Linked DNA regions of Mus musculus: all the other regions are linked to region 3. The links are chromatin contacts, called in public HiChIP or PLAC-seq maps. All regions are on one chromosome and are shown on one strand. Each heading gives the region's core, a stretch centred on a gene start, on an enhancer-like site or on the middle of the called end of the contact. The rest is flanking DNA. Distances are from core to core; before and after follow the strand shown.

Region 1 (4,109 bases), core at 345-2,844, 440 kb before region 3:
AGACTTTTTTCTTTATAGGGCTGTTTTTACACTCAATTATATGAGGGTTTTTTTGTTGTTGTTGTTGTTGTTGTTGTTTTTAGAGACAACCTACTCCACGAAATAGTCTCTGATCTTCATGTATACATGATGACACACTTGCCCTGCTACCCCAATTTTCTCTACCTCAGCTATTGTGCATGTGTCCGAGTATCTACCCGCACAATAATATAAAATTAAAATTAAATAAAATGAAAGACCCGCCCAATCTCCTATTAACTACCCTAAGACTTCAAAATAGGTGGGAAATAAACGATATGCTGGTATTCTTCATACATGCACACGTGTACATTCATACAAATCCTTCCTAACATAATGCCTGGTAGGAAGGCCCAGCAGGCACACAGCAGCACACTAGGGCAGGGACGGACTGTTCCTTCCTGTAACTGTGCTACGCCTGTCACTGTCTCAGACATCTGGCCAGAGACTTCAACAGGGCACTTACACGTGTAGGAAAGAGGTCTAATATAAAGTGTGTAATAAATACTCTTATGGTTCACATAAAGAATTACAGAAAAACAAAACACATTTTTAAAAACAAAGTTTAATCATACTTATTAATAACAAGACTTTTTTTAAAATGCAGAGTATAAATTCCACTTCCATCATTTCAGTTAACTTCAAATTATCCTTTCCAAATTAAAACAATATATCAAACAGTACAAGTTGTATATTTAATCCAAGACTTCTATTAAGTTATAAATGAGTAAATCGTGAAATAAAAATTCTTAACACTAAGAGTCTACCTATCACACATATGAGAAAGGAAAGAATGTGAGCACTCTGAATGTCCTATTTTACTGGTGTGATGTATGGGGTCTTTTTATGGTACAAACTCTGCCTGCCACAGATTTCACTGTCTTACTGAACACTTCGTAATCCTATGTGCAATGTTCAATGGTGGAGAAGAGGCTAGAGAGGAGGGGCCACACTTCTAAGTACAAAGGGCTGATACACTGGCTGCATGACTTCACACACAGAAATGTGGTAGCACAGAGTTAGAGAACATGTTCAGAGTTAAAAACAAAGACAGTCGCAGGAAACAGTCAAGACAGAAGAAAACTGCATAATCACTCTCCCAACAAACTTTTGGTTACTACTTAAAATTAAAAATTTGAGGCTGACATCCCGATTTCTTGAGCTTCTGACCATACTGTCAGATAAAGATAAAGGTGGTGACTTTCTCCCCAGCTACACAGGCACCGCCACCTAGTGGCAAGTTCACAGCAGTCACTTAGAAGGAGTTTGGTTTAGCTTTGGTAACATGATGGTTTATCAAATTATCATTTTACCAGCCAAATACTGATTAAAATAAAACAACAAAACAGCCTACCTCATATGTGTTACTGAAATGTACTTTGCTTTGAATCCCTTCTCATTTCCCCATTCATTCCACATTACCTGGAAATGACACTCAGGTAACAATGTATCACTGAAAAGAACTGAACACTTGGAGATAAAATGATTCTCCAGGCAGACAGTAAGGAGTAACATGACTATACAAGTGCACTCCTCTTGAGTTCCCTAAGTAGCACAGACCACAGAAACATCTACCAGCACAGAAACAGCTCTACTCCTTGTAAATATCTTTAAAGTTAAAAATAGAGTCATATGTTCCTCTTAAGTTTACAAGCAGAAACTAGATATTAGTAATATTTCCCTTTACAGAAAGTTCTTGGGTGTGGTGAACGGCAAATAGGAATATGAAATCAGTGATCATAGTGCTGCACTTTGCAAACTGTGAAGTCATTGCATACAAAATCAGAATCTGTACATAATGAGTGGGGAAAAGACATGGGGGGGTGGGGGTTATGACCACACAACATGAGGCTACTCTTTGCTAGACCCCCCCAAAAATGTATGTGATCAGCACTTCACAATTAAAAGGAACCTTGAGCAAACGGGGCTAAGTTTATTAAAGTCCTCATGGAAAAATGCTGACAACCATTTTAAACCACTGTAAATTCTTTGGAGAGCCCAAAGAATTCCAGGGTTACGTTCACAAAAATTCTTTTGGTCTCTCATGTGTCAATAATCACAGTAGAAATACTCTCTCACTTAATATTCTGCCTGTGGTGCGAAAGCCTGGTCATAGACACAATGATCCCAGTGACTTCGCACATCAAACCAACATGGCAGGGTCAAGCTGACCTCCCGGCCACCCAGGGCCAAAGCCATACAGCTGAACAGTGTGTGCTTTGGCCTCACAGGCCAACACTCATAGGCCTGGGTACTATTTTTAGGTAACTACCTTGGCTGCCTTTCTTTTAAAAAAAAAAAAAAAAAGATTCTGCAAGTTTCCCTCCCTCAAATTGGAGAGGCCCTGTAATTTACAATTAACTTTGAGTTATTATAAATTACAAATTTGAAGCCTTGTTAAAAAGAAAATGAGGCTTCTGTTTAATTCCTTAGGAAGAGGATTCACTCTAAGATTTACAGTTCGAAAAGTTGTAATATTGTGCTTGGAACACAGAGAACCAGTTATTAACTTCTTCCTCCTATTATAAATAATAACAGCTCAGTCCAGGTTACCATGACCTCTGACAGATGTAGGAAACAAGTTATTTTCTCCTCGTGATTACAGCACATTGCAAGACTCCTTGCCTTTTAATAAAATGCCCTGGTACTCTGAGTTTCCCTTTCAATTCATTTAATTTCAGCAATCTGTCAAAAACAGCCAATAAACAAACACTGAATTACATTCTACTGCATTTTTAAACCCTGAAGCTCCAGACTATAAAAACAACTTATGTGTCTCCCAACCTGGCCACCCTGATGCTTTCCCATATACCACAGGCCACCCCGAGATACAAAGGCAGAGGGCCAAGCTACATGGTCTATTTGGAGCCAGTAGACAAGAGGGCGATGAGTCCAGATGAAGCACTTATGGACAAAATGTAGTTTCTGTAAGATTTAATGTTAAGGAAAAAAAATGAGACCCCCTAAATTAGGTTTTTAACAATAAGACTTTTCCTTATTGACACAAATATGTAGATGTAGTTGGACTGTCAGTAAACACAATCTACAGCATGGGAGGCTATAAACATGACAAAATACCTACAAGCAATATGCTTCAATACTGAAAAGACACTTGGGACAAACTTAAAACAAATAATAACAAAGAACACATCCTAGTTCCATGTAACCCTCATGGAAGAACTGGTCAAAGAGCATGCAGACAAGCAAAATAGTAAAGGGGAAACCTCTAGTCAATCAGCGTGCTGCTACCAGTCAGCCTATAAGGCAAGGAGGTTCTGAAGGTTCCTGGCTACTTAGAGACTGAGCAAACCATGTTGGGGGCACTCTGGCAAGGTCCACCAGTATTCCCAAAAGATGAGTTGGAAAGTGTCTGATATTTCATTACACCATAAGCTCTGATTATTAAAAAGTCTGGCTGTGCTTTTCTGGATAATACCTTTGATAAAAAAAAATTACTTTAATAAAAAAACAAATAACTCTTGGCCAAAGTTCAATTTAAAAGCATCTTGAACACTATGAAGATATTATAAACTGTGCATTTGTAACTACCCTGACTATCACCTAACCCCCAAAGCCAGCATAAATGACAGAACCAGTGAAGACAGCACATTTACTCTGACTTTGACTCCTTGTAGACAGGAAGGTAGACGAAGTCAGACAGTGTAACATTGCTTTATAACACACTATTTACCATAAAACTACAATTTATAGATTTAAAAAACACTAAGTCAAGCCAGAAACTCTTAAGCTCTAAGTCCACAGACACCTACATATAGTTAATGTTATTTAACTGAGTCTGGTAAGTTTCTGTTTCCACAAGCATACCAGATAGCTTAAAAACACAACAAACTACTGTTTATAGGAAAACTTTCTAAAGGATACACTGTGGGGTTGAAGTTCTTCAGTATAAAGAAGGAAGCAACAATAACCAGAACCAGGAACAGAGTGTTGTTATAGAAGATGGAGAATGTTGTAGCTTCATAATCAGCAACTTCATTCTTCTTCCACAGGATTCTAGAGATACAAGTCAAGTAAGTTTATAAACATGACCAAAACCTTGACATACCAAATGGTTCTCATTCACTAAAAAA
Region 2 (4,434 bases), core at 1,450-3,949, 270 kb before region 3:
TCATTCCTCTCTGAAATTTTCCTTAACAAATGTAAGTCAAGAAAGTCTCTAGGACATCATTAAGGCTGAAAATAGAATAGAGTTCTGAGCCTCACATGTGTCATAAGGCAGATAGCTATGCTCTTGTGAGCAGGGGGTGTCTTTCTACTTGTAAGGCTAAGAAATCCTAAATACAGGAATTAGCTTGATTTATTGTATTTGTTGAAATTCCTTTGATGTTAGCAATGAAGTAAACTGGTTTTTGCTTTCCAGTTACTTTTTTTCATGTAAATTGCATTTTCATTTACCTTCTGTTTTCTTCTCCATAGTCTGTTGTTCGACTAATTGAAGAAGCCAACTCTCGGGGTCTGAAAGAAGTTAGATTTATGATGTGGAACAACCATTATATTCTCCACAACTCATTCTTCCGGAGAGAAATAAAACGGAGACCCCTTTTCCGTTCCTGTTTCATACTGATTCCATATTTACAGTAAGTATCCAACTGTTTTTCACTCTTCATTTTCTTACTTTCCATTTATGTAAATGTACTACTGGATACCAAATTTAAAAGAATTATCTTGGTTACTATTACTGGAATGTGAAATTGTGCATTCCTTACATTTAATTCTTAAGTAAATCGAGTTCAGATAACTACTATTCACCCAGTCCTAAAAGCATGAGTTCTATCTTGGCTTTTTGAACTGAAAAAACAGGGTACAGTTAACATATTTATATAACTTAAGTAACTTGTATTTGGATTAAGCAGAGCTTGCTTCTTATAAGGGGACTTTTTCCAAATTACAAGTTTACTTTAGGGCCAGATATACCATTATTAGAATTTGGTTTTGAAGGTGATACTAAACTTAGTGTCAGTTGGTCCATTCTGATCCTTAAAATAAAATGCAGTTTTCATATTCCTACTGTTTTTATTTTGAGTCATTCATGGCAAACTCTTAAAGAATTTAGGTCTGGGGTTAAATAAGACCATTATAAAAACAAGATAGGTGATAAAAGTAGGAGGCCTCAAGTTTTAAGCCAGCCTGGGATACATACCAAATTGCAGACCAGTTGGGGAAACCAAGGAAGACCCTGTCTTAAAACAAGGACACAAAACTTGAAAATAAGAAGAATCTCTCAGAATTAAAATTCAAAATCATTTTGTAATAAGGTCAATTTTAGAAATATATTGGCTTGTGTTTTCTTCCAAGTTCATATGTGAAAATGAAATTGTTACCTTAGTTTTTCTTTCTTTAATTAGAAGTAATAAAAAACGCAATTGCTGGGATTTCACTCGCACAGCTGGAGCTAGTGTCTCCATCCAGTAGTTAGGAACATGCTGTCCTCCTGATGAGACAGTAGAACTCATTAGTGAGACCAGCAGCTTGGCATGCTGAGCTAACAGAAGCAAGATGTGGCTCCTTTGGAAGGATAAAATTCCTTTTTCAAATGCTGCATTGTTGGAAAAGTTTTAAATAGTGAAAAGAAATACTTTAAGAGATTATGCCTTTAAAAAAACGTATACTCATTTTAAAAGTATAAAATATAAAAATAATATAAGCATAAATATGATATAGAATGAAGAATTACAACAAAAGAAAATAATTATTTGCTTTTTCTTTTCAAAAATTGTTTTAGTCTTCCTGTCTGAAACAGTGATAATACAGGTCTAAAATGAGAGATCAGCAAATCAGTGAGAATAGGGAGATGTTTGAAGAAGAAAAGCACAAAATAAATTGACAGGGTGAAATGTTAAATACAGCATCCTATCTGCTCTCTGGTCTACAGCTACAGGACATTCCCTCCTAATAGGGATAAGGAACAAAGGGCATTGGTTCCAAAAGCAGATTTCACAGGTCATGATCTTAGCTACAGAGAATGCTTCGTGTTTTCCATTTAACTATTAAATTCAAAGAACCAAAGGAAACAAGAGATGTGGGTCATACAATTCCAGCAAATTCCATTGTATAAAGAGTGTTTCTGATACTGATAAAAGGAATCCTGTTCTTTAATATCCCTAGAATACCTGAGCTGAAGTAGCATAAGCAACAAATCAAATTCAGGGGCTTGAGGGGCTGTGTCTCAGAGCTGAAAGGATATCTATTTCATGTAACCGTCTCATGGTTATAAGAATGCCAAACATAGTTTCTTTGACTCTTTCCCTAGAGGGATAAAATTAATCCAATTTTATTTCAATACTGAAATTGGTTTAGGAAACATTTCAAAATGGTAAAGGGGAGGCAAGGATAATAAGGTTGGAATCTGAAAAGCTATAAACAAGTATACTATTGTGATACTATAAGGTGAATAGAAACAGTGTTCTCAGAAAATAGTGGTACATTTTAACATTGCTTAGAACACATACATACATACTTTAAAATGGCAAGTATAAGTATAAAAGTCCATCATGATACATGCCTTTGTATATGTTTCAGTAAAGTTAGAATATTAGCCTGATGAAAGTATGTATATGTGGGAGTCGGTGTTATCCATGTAGGGAATTTAGAATATCTGCATATTTGTGCTTATTGTTGCACTAATAAATAATCATCCTACATGCTCATCAACAGAGAAAAATGTGTTATATGTATGCTTGGTTTTACTCGTCCACAAAGGAAAAGAAAGTCTTTTGAAAGGAAATGGATAGTCCTGGAGCTCATATTAAAGGAAATAAGCCAGCGTCACACAAACAGTTATTGCATGTTTTGTCTTCTATAGGATCAGATTAAGCAATATATCTGTAAGACAGGCATGAAAGTGGAACAGGAAGTCTAGGAGGAGGATGGGGGACAGTAAACAGACACGGAATGAACAAAGTACAAAGGCATACATGTGAATTATTTACTTCTCTCGTTGCTTTAACAAAAAACCTGACAAAAGCAAAACTTAAGGAAGGAACAGTCTGTTGTGGCTCTTGGTTTAAGGTACAGTTGATCGTGGCAGGGAAGTTATGATAGAAGCTATGTGAGATAGCTGCTCGTGTTACATCTACAGCCAGAAAATAAAGAAAAGAATGTTTGCTGTCTTTCTTTTTATTCAGTCTTGAGACTCAGACCAGCCATGGGAACATCTTTACAGAATGCAAAAAGGTTTATTTCCTGTGTTATTCTGAATCCTGTAAGATGAACCATCATAGGCAACTATAACATAATGAAACCCATTCTGAATGCCAGATGTAAATAACAAATAAGTCTTAGTAGAATGTTGGGGAAGAGTCTTACCTTGTTGGAAATGTCAAACCCTAACAGTAATGGAAAGCCAGGTAGGCTAGTACCTACCTTGGCAAATCAGGGTAGGAGTTAGGGGCTAAATGGAGGCTCTTCTGTAATTTGTTCAGAACAGTGATGATACTTTAAGAAGAGCCAGAGTTTTTTGAGACTGATTAAAGCAGTGGAGCGTCTCTTTAGAAAAGCATACCAGTGAAAAACATTTTAACAGGAAAATAAACCTGTGCCAAGTCTCCAAAGGAATTTGTCAGCTCTCAGAAAATGATCCAAAACACAAGAAATATGAGTCTTTTGTTGTAATAGACGGAGGGACTACTTAAATCTGCCCCTGAATTTCAGATGAGGGTGGTAGGGGTCCTAAGTCCACTCACTTAGAGCTTTGTCTTACAAAAGGGCTTTGGGGAGCATTGAATTGAAGGCACAGCTACTTACATGAAGCTGTCAGGGATTAGAGAGGGCAATTGTGTTTCTATAGCATTAACTTAATAAGCCATCTTCTTACTAAGGAGTAGTGGCAATACCAGTAACAGTGCTAAGAGTCAGACAAATCAGCCTGGATCTACCATATTAGTAGCTTTATTTTATTGTAAATTGTGAAATGTGGAAGTGGAAAGAAATAAGCCTGGATTTTAAAATATGTCTGCTATATCAGGACAGAATCATTAACTACTCTGAACTGTTTGTTTATTTGAGGAGGGGGATAATCAAACCATATTGCAGTTCGTGTGGCAGGGACATTGTGAATGAAATATATAGTGTGTGCTCAGTGGGCGACTAATGACAGCGGTGATATGTACTTTAGAGACGAATGTTCATATACAACTATAACCTCTGGGTCACAAAACTCTTTTGAAAATGTCAATTTCCAAATCCACTTGGCAGGCATTACTCCTTCCTTGTGACCACCATGTACTGATGAGCGAGTGTTACAATACCCTGACACTGAAACTAGGTCTCAGGGTCAGGATTTCCTGATTCTTTGCTTCTTCCCTTTTCCTTGTTTTGAAAAAGCTAAAAAGTATGATTTAAATATATGAACCAGACAGGAAAAAGTAAACCTATTATTTATGTAATTCATCTTTGAAAGTAACAAAGTTGAATTTAAAGATTGAATTGTGCACCCTCTGGAATCTGCTCTATTTGGGGGAGGGGCCCGGAGATTGAATCCAGTGCATTAAGTATCATAGGTCATCACTTTTTTACTTGAGCCCATCTACCCTTAATAGGCCCC
Region 3 (4,639 bases), core at 1,026-3,525:
ACAGGTCCTCACATCTTCCCGCAGAGCTCCTGGCACCAAAGGCTCCCAGAGTGGCCATTCCTTCCTCCCTTCAGCTCATGACTACAGTTGTCCTGAGTAGTTTGGAACTTCGTGGGCAGAGAAATGCAAACAAAATAATTCCATTACTTAAAAAAGGTCTAAATTCAAGTTTTTTAGGTGAAGTCTGATTTTTAAATGTTGACTCCTATTTTTAAAATCCAAACTTATATCTTTGTGGCCCTGTGAAGCGCCTGTCAAAAGGACAGCTTACTCTGTGTCTTTGTCACTTCTGCTGGGGGTGGGGGTAGAAGGAAACCATTGTTTAGACCCAAGTGACCCTCTCTTCCTTCTTCTGGATTAGTTGAAAATAGTAGAATATTAATTTCTGAAATGACTCATGGTGGTGAATAGATTTCCTCCCAAAGTTATTCCTTATGTAAATTTAACATTTGAAACACATTTTAGATGCATACTGCTTTGAAGCAGTGGTCCAGCGAGCTCTGGGAGCTCTCTCTGTGCCATTTCCAGATTTCCATGGCTCGTTTGCTACTGGAGTATAAGGAGGGACCTTAGATGAGCTTCTGCAAGGCTGCTCTTGTGTTCTGCTGCTGTTTGCTTGCCGATGGTTTGTTCCCCTTTTCAGTTTATAACCCAATAGCTCACACTGATCTGTCACTCCCCAGAAAGCTGTGGCTGCCGGTAGACCCACAGTGGCTCTCTTGCCTTGCTTAGGATTTCAGGCATGAGCCACCAAGATAAATTTTCTCTTTTCTAAGGAGAAAAAGTCTTTTCCATTCCAAAGGGATGATTTGGGCAGAAAGTCCCCTGAATTATTGTCTCATGTTCTTGTGTAAGGTGAGAGGCGATACCTTTGCGCCGTGTCCTGGCATTTTCTAGAACCGCCATAATGACACCAGAGTGGCCACTTGTCTTTCAGTTCAGTTCACTCAAATGTGATACTTCTTCCAACATAGTGGTTCAATTGCCAATGCTCTGTAGCCAGTCCTGGCTTTCCAGAGCCTGCAATGCTCATCCCAGCTAAGTCACCAGTTGTGACAGATCAGCCATAGTGGTAAAGGCATTTCACTGTTAAAATTAGATACAAAGTTGACCTGAGAGAGATGGGGGTGAGGGGAGGGTATTTTTAAACATTTACTGGCACCCCACTGTCATTACATTTAGAACAGTACAGAATTTCTATGATCACAAGACGTGGGAGAGTGCAGCTATAGAAGACTAAGCTAGTGTCTGGGGTACATCTATCTATATATAAGAAAGAAAAAATATGTCCCAGGCGAACTTGGTGTTCTGGTGTGAATGGGACACAACTGTGGTGTTCTCTTTCTGTGTCTCCAAAAACCAGTCAGGCACCTGGAGGTTCCAGAGCCCAGCCATGCCCTCTCCCATCTGTTTGTGAAAACTTGAGTTACTTTTGGCAGCTGGATTCAATCACAGAGATTTAAATATTTCCAAAGGTGCCCAAGTAGTTAATAGGATACCATTTTAGGAAAATAAATAAAACTCTGTGTTGACTTAAAACTATCTGAAGGCCTATATATGACATGGGATACAAGCACACTGGTTTATTAGAAGAAACTTAACAGCACACTTGTCTGTATACTAACGTGAGACTTATCTTATAGATAGGTGACCTAATCGCAGATGCTACAAAGGACCTGAGGCTGGAAGTGGCCTCTCTCCAAGAAAAACTGCATGAATCCCATGCACAATACACAGAAGAGTCTGAATCGAAGAAAAAAGAAATTGAAGACCTGAAAAATCTGGTAGCAGAATTCCAGTGTCGTTTGAAACAGGAAACTGGCCGTGATGATTCAATTTCCGAAGAGTTGAAGAAGGAAATGAAACAGAAGTCAGACGAGCTGGAAAGAGTAAGGCTGGCCCAGACACAGCTGCTGCAGCAGTTCAGCCAGTCACAGGAAGAGGTAGGAAGCAGAGAGCCCCCAGTGAGGACCATGGCCAGTTAAAAAGCAGGCAGGCAGGCAGGCAGGCAGGTACGCAGACAGACAGACAGACAGACAAATGCAAATGTGACAGGCAGTTGGAGGTCAAGAAGAGAGTCACAGCCTGGCTCCCAGGCATCCCTTGGCTTCATAGGACAGTTCTCTTCTTAAGTATCATTTATTCTTTGAGAATCTCATGCATACATACTGTGTATCTCTGTTAGTCATATTCATACACATCCCTTCCCTTCTCTCAACTATGGAATCCCCCTACGCCCTCTTCCCAACCTGACGTCCAGTGTTTTGTTTTGTTTAATAACAGTCCCGTGTATCCATGAGTGTGCAGCCATATACTGGGGCCTGGTCCATCTACCAGGGGCCACACCCTAAAGAAAAGCTGACTGTCTTTCCCCTAGTAGCTACCAGTTGTCAGCACTGCTTCTCAACTAGGGGTGGGAGGCTCACGTGCCCCTCCTGCTCCAAGCTGGACCCTGGCTGGCCTGATCCTATGTGGCTCTTATATATACAGTCTCAGCCTCTACAGAGTTCAGAAGTACAAGGGTCTTGTCGTGTCCTAGAGAATACCCAACCCTATTTCTTAGACTCTTTCTGTTCCCTCTTCCACCATGTTCCATGGACCCTGGGGGGATTGGTGTGATATTGATGTCCCATTTTTGGCTGAGCCCTTTCTAGAAACCAGTTCTGTGCAGCAAATAATCCCTTAAAAGCTCCACACCTAGAAGTCTTCCAATTAGATCTCACTTGCTTTAATAGTAAATCCTCACCAAAGAAAGCGTCAGGGCACATGTTGCTTACATTCAAAAAAATGTGGACAATGTAAAGATAATTTGAGTCTCATGTTTTACAGCTCTGTCAACCTGACTTGTAAAGCAACTTACATGCTTTCGTCTTCTGCCTTACATATGCACAGTTATATCAGTAGTGTTTTCTTGTTGTGAAGTAGGCTTATTTCTATTGAGAAATTTTTATCTCTGGCTTATTTATGATGAATTGGTAAACATGCTAGAAATAGTGTAACAATTGATCGTAATACTTGATCCCATAATAGCGATATAGCATATAAGGAAGAATGGACGGTTTTGAATGTTAGTGAGAAATAAGATTTCTGTCTGCCATATTGGCACGTTAATAAAGAAGCAAATAAAAAGTGCTAGCAATAATATTGTTTATTAATAATAAACACTATGTTTTTGCTATATTTAAATTGCCAACCAAAACTGAGAGCTTATATCACGATAAATGTGAAGTATGGGGTAGACAAAGCGCTAAATAAGAACAGTGTCTACCTTTAGATGTAGCCTTACTTATGTGTCACAGGTGAGACGCTAACAAACAAGCTTGGAGAGTGTCACAGGCTCACACAGTGAGAGAGGCGGGACTCAGACTCGAGTCGCAGAGGGACAAAGATTCCTATTCCAGGAAGACTTTTTAAATTTTATTTTATTTTTTTTATTATTTTGTTTAAGACAGGGTTTCTCTCTGTGTAGCCCTGGCTGTCCTGGAACTCACTTTGTAGACCAGGCTGGCCTCGAACTCAGAAATCTGCCTGACTCTGACTCCCAAGTGCTGGGATTAAAGGCGTGGACCACCACCGCCCGGCCCAGGAAGACTTTTTGATTCTAAATTTCAGGGCAACCTCAGGCTTAGCCCATAATATCTCCTAGTCAAGATCACTTACTTTTACTCTAAAAGCGAACAAAACCAAAACCAACAAACAGAAAAGAGTAAACCCAAGCCAGCCTGGGCTGGGGAGGAGGGGCCCCAGAGGGCAGCCAGTGCTTGTGAGGGACAGCAGCTCAGGCCAGGCGGGAGAGGAGCACACTGGAGAAACTGAGGAAAGAGGAGCTGCTCACTCACTTCTACTGGGTCCATACTAACACTCCCACGGACAACAGTGGGCGAAGGGAGAGAAAGGCCAAGTCACTGGACTAGCAAGTCTGAAGCCAAAAAAAAAATAAATAAATAAATAAATAATAAATAAAATGGCACTGTAATAAATGTAAGAAGTGACCCATCCAGAGGACAAATAAACAGAAAAAAGAACAAGGTCAATTTTTTTAAATGCAAATTATCATCTATGTAGGTTTTGAGCACTATGCTAGATAAAACAGTGGTATAATTATGAAAAAATGGTAACTAACTTCTGGGAAATGTTAAAGAAATGACCTACACAGAAATTTATCACATGAAACCTTACACGGAAGGGTAGAGACACCCTATATTACAAGTCTATAATTTATTGCTACTTGATAAATTGCCCTCAAAGACAATGACTTCAAACAATAAGAGTTCATAGTCTCATTTCTTTTTTGAAAGATTTATTTACTAATATTTATGTGTGCATATGTGTCTGTGTGAGTATATGTCTATAGGTCCTGGAGCACACAACTGTGCTTACCAGTGAAGGTCCAAAGAGAATGTCAGGTGTCCTTGTCTGTCATTCTTAAGTCTGTTTTAGACAGAATGTCTCCCTGTACCTGGGGCTGTCAAGGAGGTGTCCTCAGCTAAGCCAACAAGCCCCCACCTTCCTCCTGTCTCTGCTACCCACAGTGATGGAGTTACAGGTGTGTGCAAAACATCTAGCTTGTTGCATGGATGATAGGGTACAAACTGAAGTCCTCGTGATTGTACAGAAGGCCTGCCGAGCCACTGAGACA

What was found. HiChIP or PLAC-seq counts read pairs in DNA pulled down with a chosen protein or histone mark.
Region 1: an H3K4me3 HiChIP or PLAC-seq map of bone marrow-derived macrophages shows a contact between it and region 3, with 4 times the contacts expected there. The contact joins two enhancer-like sites. A contact is called at or near these places in 10 of 39 promoter capture datasets (the 3T3-L1 cell line, the C10 cell line, cranial neural crest and 6 more), 1 of 484 Hi-C or Micro-C datasets (uterus), 4 of 115 datasets of contacts at active chromatin or transcription factors (bone marrow-derived macrophages, heart atrium, large pre-B cells and 1 more) and 1 of 9 other capture datasets (pancreatic islet).
Region 2: an H3K4me3 HiChIP or PLAC-seq map of bone marrow-derived macrophages shows a contact between it and region 3, with 3 times the contacts expected there. The contact joins two enhancer-like sites. A contact is called at or near these places in 1 of 115 datasets of contacts at active chromatin or transcription factors (bone marrow-derived macrophages) and 1 of 9 other capture datasets (embryonic stem cells).

What each region holds. Positions count from the first base shown.
Region 1 is chr3:65,379,092-65,383,200 of GRCm38.p6, forward strand. Ssr3 (signal sequence receptor, gamma) reads right to left here. Exons shown (of 5, transcript NM_026155.3): 4 at 3,901-4,032; 5 at 566-2,943. The coding sequence ends at 2,877. Among named protein-coding and RNA genes, the nearest start is that of Ssr3, 11 kb to the right of the region's middle. Within about 2 kb of position 1,595, at least 23 of the 459 cell types and tissues checked have an H3K27ac peak or open chromatin away from gene starts, as enhancers often do. A contact at or near this core is called in bone marrow-derived macrophages, where this site is marked.
Region 2 is chr3:65,547,217-65,551,650 of GRCm38.p6, forward strand. It overlaps Tiparp (TCDD-inducible poly(ADP-ribose) polymerase), which reads left to right. Exons shown (of 6, transcript NM_178892.5): 4 at 309-469. Among named protein-coding and RNA genes, the nearest start is that of 4931440P22Rik, 20 kb to the left of the region's middle. Within about 2 kb of position 2,700, at least 7 of the 459 cell types and tissues checked have an H3K27ac peak or open chromatin away from gene starts, as enhancers often do. A contact at or near this core is called in bone marrow-derived macrophages, where this site is marked.
Region 3 is chr3:65,818,151-65,822,789 of GRCm38.p6, forward strand. It overlaps Lekr1 (leucine, glutamate and lysine rich 1), which reads left to right. Exons shown (of 13, transcript NM_001166659.1): 12 at 1,644-1,943. Among named protein-coding and RNA genes, the nearest start is that of Gm25755, 49 kb to the left of the region's middle. Within about 2 kb of position 2,276, at least 31 of the 459 cell types and tissues checked have an H3K27ac peak or open chromatin away from gene starts, as enhancers often do. A contact at or near this core is called in bone marrow-derived macrophages, where this site is marked.